3 separate regions of the Mus musculus genome follow, and all the other regions are linked to region 3. A link is a contact called in public HiChIP or PLAC-seq data. All regions are on one chromosome and are shown on one strand. Each heading gives the region's core, a stretch centred on a gene start, on an enhancer-like site or on the middle of the called end of the contact. The rest is flanking DNA. Distances are from core to core; before and after follow the strand shown. Region 1 overlaps Dnmbp (dynamin binding protein). Region 2 has its middle 12 kb from the start of Mir5114. Region 3 overlaps Chuk (conserved helix-loop-helix ubiquitous kinase).

The links. HiChIP or PLAC-seq counts read pairs in DNA pulled down with a chosen protein or histone mark.
Region 1: a contact with region 3 is called in an H3K27ac HiChIP or PLAC-seq map of extraembryonic endoderm stem cells. The contact joins two enhancer-like sites. A contact is called at or near these places in 1 of 15 datasets of contacts at CTCF or cohesin (the NIH/3T3 cell line), 2 of 484 Hi-C or Micro-C datasets (epidermal suprabasal cells and nephron progenitors), 7 of 115 datasets of contacts at active chromatin or transcription factors (the NIH/3T3 cell line, bone marrow-derived macrophages, cardiomyocytes and 4 more) and 3 of 9 other capture datasets (adipose tissue, liver and pancreatic islet).
Region 2: a contact with region 3 is called in an H3K27ac HiChIP or PLAC-seq map of extraembryonic endoderm stem cells. The contact joins two enhancer-like sites. A contact is called at or near these places in 4 of 39 promoter capture datasets (frontonasal cranial neural crest, hippocampal neurons, maxillary cranial neural crest and 1 more), 7 of 484 Hi-C or Micro-C datasets (embryonic stem cells, female germline stem cells, female germline stem cell-derived STRA8 germ cells and 2 more), 1 of 115 datasets of contacts at active chromatin or transcription factors (extraembryonic endoderm stem cells) and 2 of 9 other capture datasets (adipose tissue and liver).

Annotation. Positions count from the first base shown.
Region 1 is chr19:43,883,486-43,887,369 of GRCm38.p6, forward strand. All of the region lies in intron 4 of Dnmbp (dynamin binding protein), which reads right to left. Among named protein-coding and RNA genes, the nearest start is that of Gm24400, 28 kb to the left of the region's middle. Within about 2 kb of position 1,681, at least 86 of the 459 cell types and tissues checked have an H3K27ac peak or open chromatin away from gene starts, as enhancers often do. A contact at or near this core is called in extraembryonic endoderm stem cells, where this site is marked.
Region 2 is chr19:44,313,033-44,316,755 of GRCm38.p6, forward strand. No RefSeq gene overlaps it. Among named protein-coding and RNA genes, the nearest start is that of Mir5114, 12 kb to the left of the region's middle. Within about 2 kb of position 1,664, at least 328 of the 459 cell types and tissues checked have an H3K27ac peak or open chromatin away from gene starts, as enhancers often do. A contact at or near this core is called in extraembryonic endoderm stem cells, where this site is marked.
Region 3 is chr19:44,083,972-44,087,880 of GRCm38.p6, forward strand. It overlaps Chuk (conserved helix-loop-helix ubiquitous kinase), which reads right to left. Exons shown (of 21, transcript NM_007700.2): 13 at 2,937-3,088; 14 at 446-507. Among named protein-coding and RNA genes, the nearest start is that of Erlin1, 16 kb to the left of the region's middle. Within about 2 kb of position 2,205, at least 12 of the 459 cell types and tissues checked have an H3K27ac peak or open chromatin away from gene starts, as enhancers often do. A contact at or near this core is called in extraembryonic endoderm stem cells, where this site is marked.

The sequences.
Region 1 (3,884 bases), core at 431-2,930, 200 kb before region 3:
AGAATGCAAGGAGCAACTGAGACGCCATTTCTGAACATGCACCAGATGAAGGGAGCCATGGGAGGCTTCGGGCTGGGTGACTTTTTAGTTTTTAGGTAGAAGTAAAGCAATGTGTCAGAGATAGGTGATTTACTTGAAACAAGTCACCACTGCTTGGTGAGAGGCTCTTGAGAAGGTGGAGAGACAGAAGGGGTACACACTGCTCTTCCCAGGACTTGAGTTCAGTTCCCAGCACTCACTTTTGCTAGCTCGCCGGTCCTTATAACTCCAGCTCCAAGGGATGAGAGAGACTCTTTTTGGATTCTGCTGGTACTGTGGTCACATGCACAAACCCACACACATATGCATATGGCTTAAAAAAAATACAAATAAAATCTTTTTTAAAATTCTAATAGAATTTTTGTATCAGGCAATAAAACTGTTTTTCTTCCTTTTTATTATTTTGGTTTTTGTTTGTTTGTTTGCTTGTTTGCTTGTGTAGCCTAGGCTGGCCGTGAACTTACTAGGTTGCTAAGACTGGCTTTTAACTCCTGATCCTTTGGCCTTTACCTTCCAAGTGCAGGGATTACAGACATGTAGCACTGTGCACAGCGAAAGAAAACCTTAGGGGGAGATTGCACTGGCCTGGAACTCAGCATTCTTCCTGCTTTTGTCTAAGTACTGACATTACAGGCACGTGCCAGTGTTAATCGATCTTTTTTTCTGGGGGTCACACCTGGCTTCTTCTGTCCCACTTGGTGAACCCACACTTTGGTTTATATTTGGTGACTTGCTTTCTGATCTTATAGCAGGATGTGTCACTTTTAACAGTCTACCCCGTGGTGGGGCTATCCAGGTAGTGTGAGCTTAGAGCGGCTAGTCACATCACACCCACCATCAGGAAACTGGAGAGATGAGATGAATACCGCTTACATTGTAACATGGTCTTGAGCCCATGGGAGCGAGGGGTGGAAAGTTATGGCTGAGAAGGGATGTGCATAGGCTAGAAATGTCCCCGTGAGTAAAAGCATCTAACTTACAAGCCAGAATCCTCACTTTGATCCCTTGCCTCTGCAAAGAGGTGGCGGGCATGAGCCAACCCCACAAAGTTGTTCTCTGACCTCCACATGCCACCCTAATAATAAATTTAAGAATTATATAGACTATTAACCTTTAAAAGGGAGTGGTGTGTGTAGGTGTTGAATTGGCAAGGGGTGGGGCTGTGGCCGTTAGTGTTAATCATCAGCTCGACAGAGTATACTGTCTTTGGGACAACAGGACTCTGGCATCTTAATCTTATTGATTGGTGTAGGAGACCCATCTTCACTGAGGGTAGGACCATTCCCTGGGCTGGGAACTCAGCACTGTATAACACTGAGAAGATCTGATAATCACTAAGGCACGTGCTGCACTGTTCCCCTTCTGACCGTGGACACAATGTGACCATTTCCTGGGGGAGGGGCGCAACTGTGGATACAATTCAACCACACACTTCAAGCTCCTGCTGCCTCGGTTTCCCTATGTTGACAGTCCAGTACCTTGAACTGTCAGCTAGAATAACCCTTTCCTTTTTAAAGTTGCTTTTGTTAGAGTATTTTATCCCCGTAACAGGAAAAGAAGCGCACACTCCCTGTAACAAGCCCCATGCCTCTGCTGTCCTGTGCCCCACCCGCAACCAAACTGAATCTCTGCTCAGCGCACGCCCTTCCTGCAGGTTGTGTGCTCTGCATGTGTGCTCTACCCCCTGTCTCTAGGACTTCCCTCTCTTCTAAGTTTGTTTAAGCAGAATGAATCCAGTCTTCTGGCTTCAGCCCTGGTAATGAAGCAGAAGTGCTGGCCTGAGCGATTGCAAGTGCCTTCTGATCGAGGCTGTCTGAGCTGCCTTGCTGTGTGTGCTTCCTCCTTTCACATTAGTTAGGTAGTTTGGATTTGAGTACACACACACACACACACACACACACACACACACACATACATACATAAAACATGCTTTTTGACAATCCTAGATGTATTTTTAAATTTTACCATTAACTCTTATTTTAGTTAGATGTAGTGGATCACCCCTGTAGCCCCAGCACTCGGGGGCTAGAGGGAGGCTGAGGCAGAAAGATTGCTGTGAGTTTAATGTGAGTCTAGACTATATAATAAGTTCTAGGGCCAACCTGGCTTGAGAGAGACCAACTCAATACAACAGTAAAGAAGCGACAACAAAAGCCAGGCATAGTGGCATGGACTTAATCCTAGTACTCGGAAGGCAGAGGCAGGAAGAGGAGGAGCCAGCCTGGGCTACATGCTAAGTTCCAAGCCAGCCAGGGCTACATAGACCCTGTCTCAAAACAAGCAAATAAACAGAAAGCAACAAACAAAAAGGGGGGGGGGAGCGCGCTGCTTTTATTTTTCAGAAGTGCTGGCTGCAGCTCACTAAATACACTCAATACACTTTAAGACCCAATCACAAGTGCTGGAGAGCGGCTCAGCAGTTAAGACAACTCGTTGCTCTTGCAGAGGACCTGGGTTTGATTCTTAACGCCCACATGGTGGCTCCCAGCCACCTGTGATCTCCCAGTCCAGGAGATCTGACATCTTCTGACATTGGTCACAGACATACATGCAGGCAAAACACTCATACATATAAAGAAATAAGATAACCCAATTGTGAGAGTTACCCATTACTTATTAGAAACATTAGATCTGTTGGCATGAAGGGTCCTTCTAGAATTAATATAAAAAGTCCCAGTCATGGCTCTCTCTCAACCTGGAGCCTTAGCCTCGGCCCCCACACAGTCCTGCTTTCAGATTCGTCTCTGTAAGAAACGCTTCCTCTCCGGACCCTCAGGTCACTTACATCAACACAGGTAACGTGGAATTTGAGACCCAGGATTTGACACACCAGGCCCTTTTCTGTCATAGCCAATTACGTTCTTAGCCAGCATAAAACCTTAAAGATAACCAACCGGGGACCTTCCTAATTAACAGCTGATAACTAACTAACAGCTCCAGACATGGCATTAAAACCATAATTATATGTAGGCATTACGAAACAATCAAAAGCAGCAGAAACTGAAGAGGACGTGACTCAAAACAAGAAAATGCAACTCGGCCACATTTGTATTTACACATTTGCTTCCTGAGACAGTTGCCAGCCTTTGACAAGTAAGGGAATAAATTAACAGAAGACAGCCAACAAGTAGCCTGGACCAGAAGCCAAAGTTCCAGTTGTAAGCCAGAAAAGGGCTAGGTATAAGGGAGGACTCGCCACTGAGGGGAAGACCCCAACACCTATGGAGAAATCCCCTCAAATCCTACGCACGCCAGTGAAGACAGCCTGCCTCCCTGTGAGGAGCTTCACCCTCCTCCGTTTTCATAGAAACCTAACACTTCAAGAGAGAAGGCCTCCTAAATTCAGGGACCACACCTTAGGGCCAAGGTCCAAAACTAAAACAGACTGGACCCAACCGCCCCAAGACAGAGGTGCACAGAGAAGGAACCCGCCAGGCCTCCGGTGAGAGGAGGGGAGAGAGAGAGCAGGGGAAAGGCCTGGCCTCTGGCTTGCAAGGGGCTGGGTACAGCTACAAAGTAACTACTTCTCTGCTGGATGGATGGGAGGGATGGGACCTGGAAGGGAGAAACTGATGGAATGTTTCACCCTTAAAGCTGAAGTGTTTGTAAATATCCATCCAACAGGAGCAGTGTCTATAAATCTGTGGCTTGGTGACCATCGCGTGACAGTCTAGTGGGGCGCTCTGTAAGGGGAAGGGGAGTCAGTGGATCACACACATACACACACACACACACACACACATACACGTGTATAAACACTGACTATATGTATTCCAGACATGTGAGCAATATCTTTTAAAAACATTTTTTAAAATGTGTATGCATGTTTTGCTTGTATGTTTATG
Region 2 (3,723 bases), core at 414-2,913, 230 kb after region 3:
CATGACATTCTGTGTGTCTCTTTGTAACAGGTCCCCCACCGCCCCCCCCCCCCAACCTGGTCCTTAGTTGGCTCCCAAATCTTAACACAACTAACATGGTGAAGTGATAGAAGTACTATTCAGGTCATGGAACCCAGCACATAGGCAGCACCACCCGCCAAAATGAAAACAAAGATCTAATTCATCAAAGGCCATAGCTCTGGGAAGTCTGTAAATGTACTAGCCTTGCTTTTTGGCTTCTGTAGTTCCCCTTCTGGCTAACTGTTCTTGCTAAATGTGTCAAACAAAGACATGTTTTGTATTGTGTGTGTGTGTGTGTGTGTGTGTGTGTGTGTGTGTGCTTAAAAGCTTGCCCTGAGAGAGCTGAAGAGATGGAACAGCAGTTCAGAGCATTGACCGCTTTGCCCAAGGTTCTAAGTTCAATTCCCAGCAACCACATGGTGGCTCACAGTCATCTGTAATGGGATCCGATGCCCTCTTCTGGTGTGTCTGAAGACAGCTACAGTGTACTCATATTAAAAAAAAAAAATACAAAAAAAATGCCATAAGCCGGGCGTAGTGGCGCACGCCTTTAATCCCAGCACTTGGGAGGCAGAGGCAGGCAGATTTCTGAGTTCGAGGCCAGCCTGGTCTACAGAGTGAGTTCCAGGACAGCCAGGGCTACACAGAGAAACCCTGTCTCGAAAAACCAAAAAAATAAATAAATAAATAAATAAAATAATAATAATAATAATAATAATTAAAAACAAACATCTCACCCCGAGAAAGGCTCAAGTCTGTAAGTACCAGCCAGCTAATAGACTTTCTACTGGCTTAAATCTGTGTCTAAGTCATTTCTTTGATTTATCTTCTTTGATCGATTCCTAACATTTTCACACTGGCACAAATCAGTTTTTAACTCCTCATTATGATTAACAGTCCATTGTATTTATGGGGAGCAGTTGAGTTGTCCCCCCCTTTCGGCTTCTATGAATAGTATGCTCTGCACATTTGTGTGTGTATATTCTAGCATTTGCTCTCTGTCGATTTGTGTACACAGGAATGGGATTTCTTCTGTAATAATTCTGTTTAACTTTTTTTTTTTTTGAGTAAACAGTTTTCAACAGCAGTAATGGACAGTGTCACCCACCCTTCACCATAACATTTCTCCTTTTTTTTTTCTTTTTTCTTTCTGCTTTCGGGGAAGGCCAGACCCCATGGAGTAAAGTAGAAGCTCTGCTTCCAGTAGCAAGATTGCTTTAGCCAAAGCCTCAAACCGTGCCTCCAACCTCGCCATTTCCAGGAGCAGGCAGTGTGGCTACCTCCCTGGATCACTAACGCACCTCCCACCCCACTGCGGCCAAACACACATACACAGCCCTGTGACATCATAAATTACTGTCCTGGTGACCGTACATGGAGCCCTACCAAACTCCAACTCAGGTTAAGCTGAGTGCCTGAAATAGAAGCAACATGCAACGCTCTTCCTCCAGTCCTGGCCCTCTGCCAGTGCCTGCCCGGGAGAGGTCCAGCTAGGGTGAGGAAAAGCAAGGGTCAGGCGTGCGGGCCCCTCCCGGGGTTACTCTGGGTTAGCATTGGCCCCAGATTCACTCGCGTTCACCAGGCCCAAAGCGCCTGACCCCTCGCAGCCAATCAGCGGCCTCACCGGGCTCTGCACGCATCGCTCCAATCAGGATGCGCTGCTCCTGAAGCTAGCCGGTGTACCTTGCAGTCACAGATGGAGGCTAGCCCAGTCCCTGACCTCACAACCCCCCCCCCCCCCCCCGCCTCCGCTCCCCGGACCTTGAATGTGGGCTCTGGTCGCCAGCTTTCGCCAAGGAAGGGGGTGGGGGTGTGTGCTGGCAAAGCAGCGCACGTTTTTTTTTGTTTTTTTGTTTTGTTTTTTTCCATCTACGTAGTGCAAACGCTTATGGAGGAGGAGGCAGAGCTAGGACTTAGCAAAACAGACCTCAGATTGGGTCATGGTGTAGAGGAGAGCACTCCGAAAAGCACAGCATTAATGTGATCAGGAACTTTCCAGGCTGATGTCAGCAGGCATGAAGGGGCGTGGAGTGGGCAGTGGGAGGAGAAAATGCAGGGGAGGCGGTGAGAGTCTGGAAATCTCGATATTTAAGAAACTTACTGTGATAGCAGAGGGGACCACAGGGGCTGGAAGCCTTATTCCAGGCTTTGAAAAGACTCCGATGGGGGCATGGGGAAGGAAAAGGAAGGACACATCTGAAAAGTATTTTTGGAGCAGAGTAGACATTCAGATGCTGGAATGGTGAAGTGGATGCAGGGTGGGAGGGGCACCCATGACAGGCTTTTAGCTCGAGTCGCTCTGCAGGGGCAGCCTCTGCACCAACTTAAAATAAGAAGCTTGAAACAAAGCAGGCTTGGACTGGGAGCGGGAAGTTAGTATTTAACACGGGAGTGGGAGTTGTACAAAGTTTGCTGGGATTAAAGGCAGTAATCACCACACATAATCTTAACGTGCCCTTAAATGTGGCTTGCAAGAATTGCATTGAGAATTTTTTTTTTCTGTCTCCATGTTCATCAGGGGAAAAAACGGCTGACAATTTTCTTTTTTAAAAATGTGTGTGCTCTGAACCAGTTTTTATATCAAGGTAATGCAGACTTGGCAGGGTGAACTTGGTAGTGTTCTGTATACCATATGAAACAGTTTAAGGAGCTTGGTTATTACCTCTTCCTTAAAGATTTGATAAAACTCGGCAACGAGTCAGTCTGGTGCTACATTTTGACTTTTGGGGAAACTTTTGGTTACTGTCTCAGTCTTGTTGACTTTTTAAAAAAATGATTTTAGAGCTTTATTATAGAAAGACAGGGGGAAAGAGAGAAGGTAGAAAAGAGAGAGAAGAAAGGCTAGAGAATAAAGAGGGAGAGAGAGGAGAGGAGAAGACAAAAAGAGAGAGGAGTGAGGAGTAAGAGCCGTCTTGTTGATTGTTATGAATCCATTTTAATCGTTTATGTCCTTTTGGCTTGATTTTGTGAGTCCTCTATGACTAGGAGTTTATTTATTTCTTCAATGCCTGCTAATGTATTGCCAATGATCATGGAACTGAAGATGGTTAAAAACTACTTTAGAATGTTAGGAAGTGAAGCTAGTGCACACCTTTCATTCCAGCACTCGGGAGGCTGAGCAAGGTGGAGTTCTGAGTTCGAGGCCAGCCTGGTCTACAGAGCGAGTAAAATAAATAAAAAAGACTGTTAGGAAGTTAAAAGCTATTTAAGGAGCACGTGGGAAGAATGAGTGAATGGGATGAAGACAGTGGGTAGAGAAAGGGAAAGACTAGAGAGACAATGGATGAAAGAAGGAGAAAGAAGAGGAGGGAGAGGCTGTTGAGGGAAAAGAGCAGGAGACTGGGGAAAAAATAAAGAGAAAGAACAAACACAAAGACGACCCAACAGTATAAAAAGGTGTTGCCCTTTAAAGATTTAATTCACATTAATTTTACGTATATGGATGCTTTGCCTGCGTGTATGTCTGTACCTGGTGCTCAAAGAGGCAGAAGAAGCTGTCAGATCATCTGGAATTGGAGTTACAGATGGTTGTGAACTGCCATGTGGGCACTGGGGATCAAACCCTCTACAAAAGAAACAAGTGCTCTTAACAGCTGAGCTATCTCCCTGGCCCCTAAAAGAAGCGTGGGTGGGGGTGGGTGGGTGGGGCATGAAGTAGATAAATGTCAAAGGGGGGAATAAGACTTAAAAACAAAAACCCAG
Region 3 (3,909 bases), core at 955-3,454:
TAAATAGAACTGTCCCATTTAAACTAGATGTGAAGCCATCTTATTTAAACCAGTAAGAAAAATTACTAATGATACATCTCATTACTGATTTCCATTTAATATTCACAAGCCTATTAGAAAAGACTGCGCCCCTAATATATATATGCACACACATACATACACACACACATACATATACACACACATATATGGAGATACACACACACACACACACACACACACACACACACACACACACACACAAAATAAAAGAAACTGGAGTTTAATGCTACCAATGCCTTTGGTTTTATAGCCCATGATAACCTTCCACACTCTTTTCAAAGCAAATACAAGATATTTTTCTAAATTTCAGGAATGAAAAGATAAATACTTTTTATATGTCAAAAATAAAAGATAATTTCTAATTGGAGACATTAAATACACAGAATGAGTTCAATGATTTTACCTCAGAATAGTGAATGGCCTTTTCTTCCATTTCTTTCCATGCTTTTAACATTTTTTCTGAAGCTAAAAGAAGAAAAAAGGTATCTTTAGATATTAGCCTGGCTGTGTCTATCAACATCAAAGAAACATAATGGGTTGAAAGTGTCTTACCCAAATAGGCATCCTATACTCCTAAGCCCCAATACCTTAGAAGGTTACCTCACCGGAAATAGTCAACTTATAAAGTTAATCACCTATGTATGTACGCATACTGGACTAAGCTAGGCCTTCCCACAGTGTGACTCTTTTCCAGAGTCCTTAAGAGAACAGTCTTGGGGAGGCGGGGTACACAGAAACACAAAGGAGAATGGTGATGACAAGTCAAGCGGGAAGCCGAAGGAAGGACAGTCAGCATGGCTGGTCGTCCGGAGAGCTAGCAAATCATCTGTTTTTGCAAATTTCCAGAATCAAGGCATAGCTAGCACCTTGATTTTTAGATTTTAGCCATGAAATTCTGAGCTTTTACATCTATACTGTTTTAAGCCACAGAGCTGTTATGGAAGTTACAGGAGAATAATATATATTTTTCCCCTCCAAAAAACTTATCTTAAAGTAATACATAAACAGGTTTCAGAAAGCTAATTGTTGGCTAGGAATGTTGCTTGGTAGTAGAGGAGTTGCCTAGTGTACACAAGGCTTTGAGTTTGGCTGCACGTGTTTTCATGCCAGATTGGGATGCAGAAGCAGACAGGTCTCTGGGAGATCAAGGCCAGCCTGGTCTATGTAGTCAATTCCAGGCCACCCAAAACAACATAAATAAAGATCTTGTATCAAAAACAACACAAGGGACTAGGTTCAATTCCCAGTACTGTAAAATACATAAAAAGTATAAAAAGAAAGGCCTGTCCCTTTACTCAAGTGTTCTCACTAAAGTGACTGTTACAAGATACAGTCTCTATTCTCTCACAAGACAACCTAATCTATGCATGCTTTCCTCACAATTGAATTATCACTGTGGTGGTTTCCTGAGAATGGCCCCCACAGGCTCATATACTTGAATATTTGGTTCCCGGGTGGTAAACTGTTTAGAAATAATTAGGAGGTTCGGCCTTGTTGGAAAATTTGTCAGTGGAAGTGGGCTTTGAGTTTCAGAAACCCATGCTAGGCCCAGTCTGCTCTCTCTGCCTCCTGCCTGTGGATCAGATGTAAGCACTCAGCTTACAGCTGGAGCCATGCCTGCCTGCCTGCCAGTCACCATGCTGGTCAAGGGCTCACCCTGTGTAAACAACCCCCGACTAAATGCTTTCTTTTATAAGTTCCTTGTTCACTACAAGAGAAAAGTAACAAGAGAGTCACTGTCAAATATTCTACTGATATGTTAGTGTCAGCACAACTAGATCTATTTCACTATGTTAACTAGTACTTCACTAGTCGTACAGTATGCCTATGACAAGTCAAAGATGCTTAATGAAATAATTATGTTTTGTCATTCACAAGAATGCCTATAATATGCAAACAAAGAAATAGCACTGGAAGATAAACATATTCACTAACTAGACACTTCTGATCACTAACTGGACACTAACTGGACATTCTGAGATATCCATAACTTTGTCAAATACAAATATAAACAGAACCTACTTCCTTAAAAAAGAGATGTTTCATGAAATCAGAAAACTCAGTTTATTTGAATTTTAACTCTTTATAAATCCGTAACACATCTGAGGGAAGCTAAGGTTGTACTGTGTGGAGGAAACAGCAGCCTGAACCCCACAGCAGATGGTCAGAAAAAACCAGGACCTTGGAAATCGTATGTATGTATGTATGTATGTATGTATGTATGTATGTATGTATGTATATTTTAAACAGAAAACCAGATTAATTTAAGATTCCCCTGGCTGTGTTAGTCCATTTGGGCTGCTACACTGCTAGAACAAAACTAGAAAACAAAGGCAAATGTACTCTAGGTGGCAAATATCCATGGAAATTCATTTCTGAGTGTTGGAAAGTAAGAAGATTTGGCTCCTAGATGGCTGCCTTTTGTGTCCTCTCCTGGCAGGAAGGGCGCAGGAATCTCAGTCTTTTGTTAAAGGAAACAATTCATCCATGAAGGTCCCTTTGTGACTTAATCATTTCCCAGAGTTCCTACCATTATCTCAAGGCTCTTGGTTTCAGTACCCGATTGGGGGAAGCACACATTGCAGTACAGTGTCTGCTAAGAAGTCATCCCAGTACAGACTCGGTGTGCCTTCCTAAAATAAGACTTAAATTTCATAGTCTTAAGTCTCTTATTCATCTTCTCTAGAGTTAAGTCATTCTATTACAATTATGAAATAAGTTGCTCAATTAAGGAATGAAATGAGCTAACCCTCAAAACAAAAACAGTTTGATGACTTAAGTTATCCTGTGTGTTGTTCTGTTGTGAAGTTAAATAACTGGCTATGTGTCAACAAAGAGCAGATGGTTTTGAGAGACTGGACATCCTTACAAATACGTTACAGCCCGACACTTACATATCCCATAAGTCATCTGCTCACTATATCTCTCCAAGTCAAGCTGAATGCTTTTTCGAAAAAACTCCAATTTAGCTTTGAGTTGCTGTGATGCTGAGATCAAAGTATTCTTCATTTTTGTCAAGTTAGCATTATATCTAAGAAGACTTAACCTAAGCCATAGCAAAACAAAACAAAATTATCAACATTCAGAAACATTGAATAACAATTTGCAAACACACAGTATCCAAACTCCAGAACCTAAATTTCTATTATCAATTCAGAGAACTAGCTGGCCTATTTCCTGCCTGTGGAGTCTGTGATTAAACAACCTTCTTTAACTAAGATCACTCAGCAACTACTACTTCCAAGTCATTACAGCTGAGTGATTTTACACTATTAATACGAAATCTAAGTCTGGCCGGGAATGGTGGTGCACGCCTTTAATCCCAGCACTTGGGAGGCAGAGGGAGGCAAATTTCTGAGTTCGAGGCCAGCCTGGTCTACAGAGTGAGTTCCAGGACAGCCAGGGATACACAGAAAAACCCTGTCTCGAAAAAACAAAAAAAAAACAAACAAAAAAAAAAAAAAAAAAGAAAGAAAGAAATCTAAGTCTGGTTAGGATTATTATCAGGGTGACAGCTCAGTGGGTAGAGTGCTTGCCTTGCACGCATGATTATCTCAGCTTAGTACATGACAGAGTGTGCTTGTACCCCCAGTACTAAGAGGCTTGGGAGGGACACAGATCCTACGAGCTCACTGGCTAGTCAGTCTAACTCAGTGAGCTCCAGGTTTAGTAATAGATCCTGCCTCAAAACTTAGGTGAGAAAACACTAAGGAAAGATACCCAACATCAACCTCTGGCTTCCACATGCACACCCATTCACATGTACATAAACACATGGTTTTTTAAAAAAAATTTAATGCTCAATATTTTAGTTTGTACACAGTCCTGCTAGTGAAACCTGGCAAGAATAATTCTTGAGTACATGAT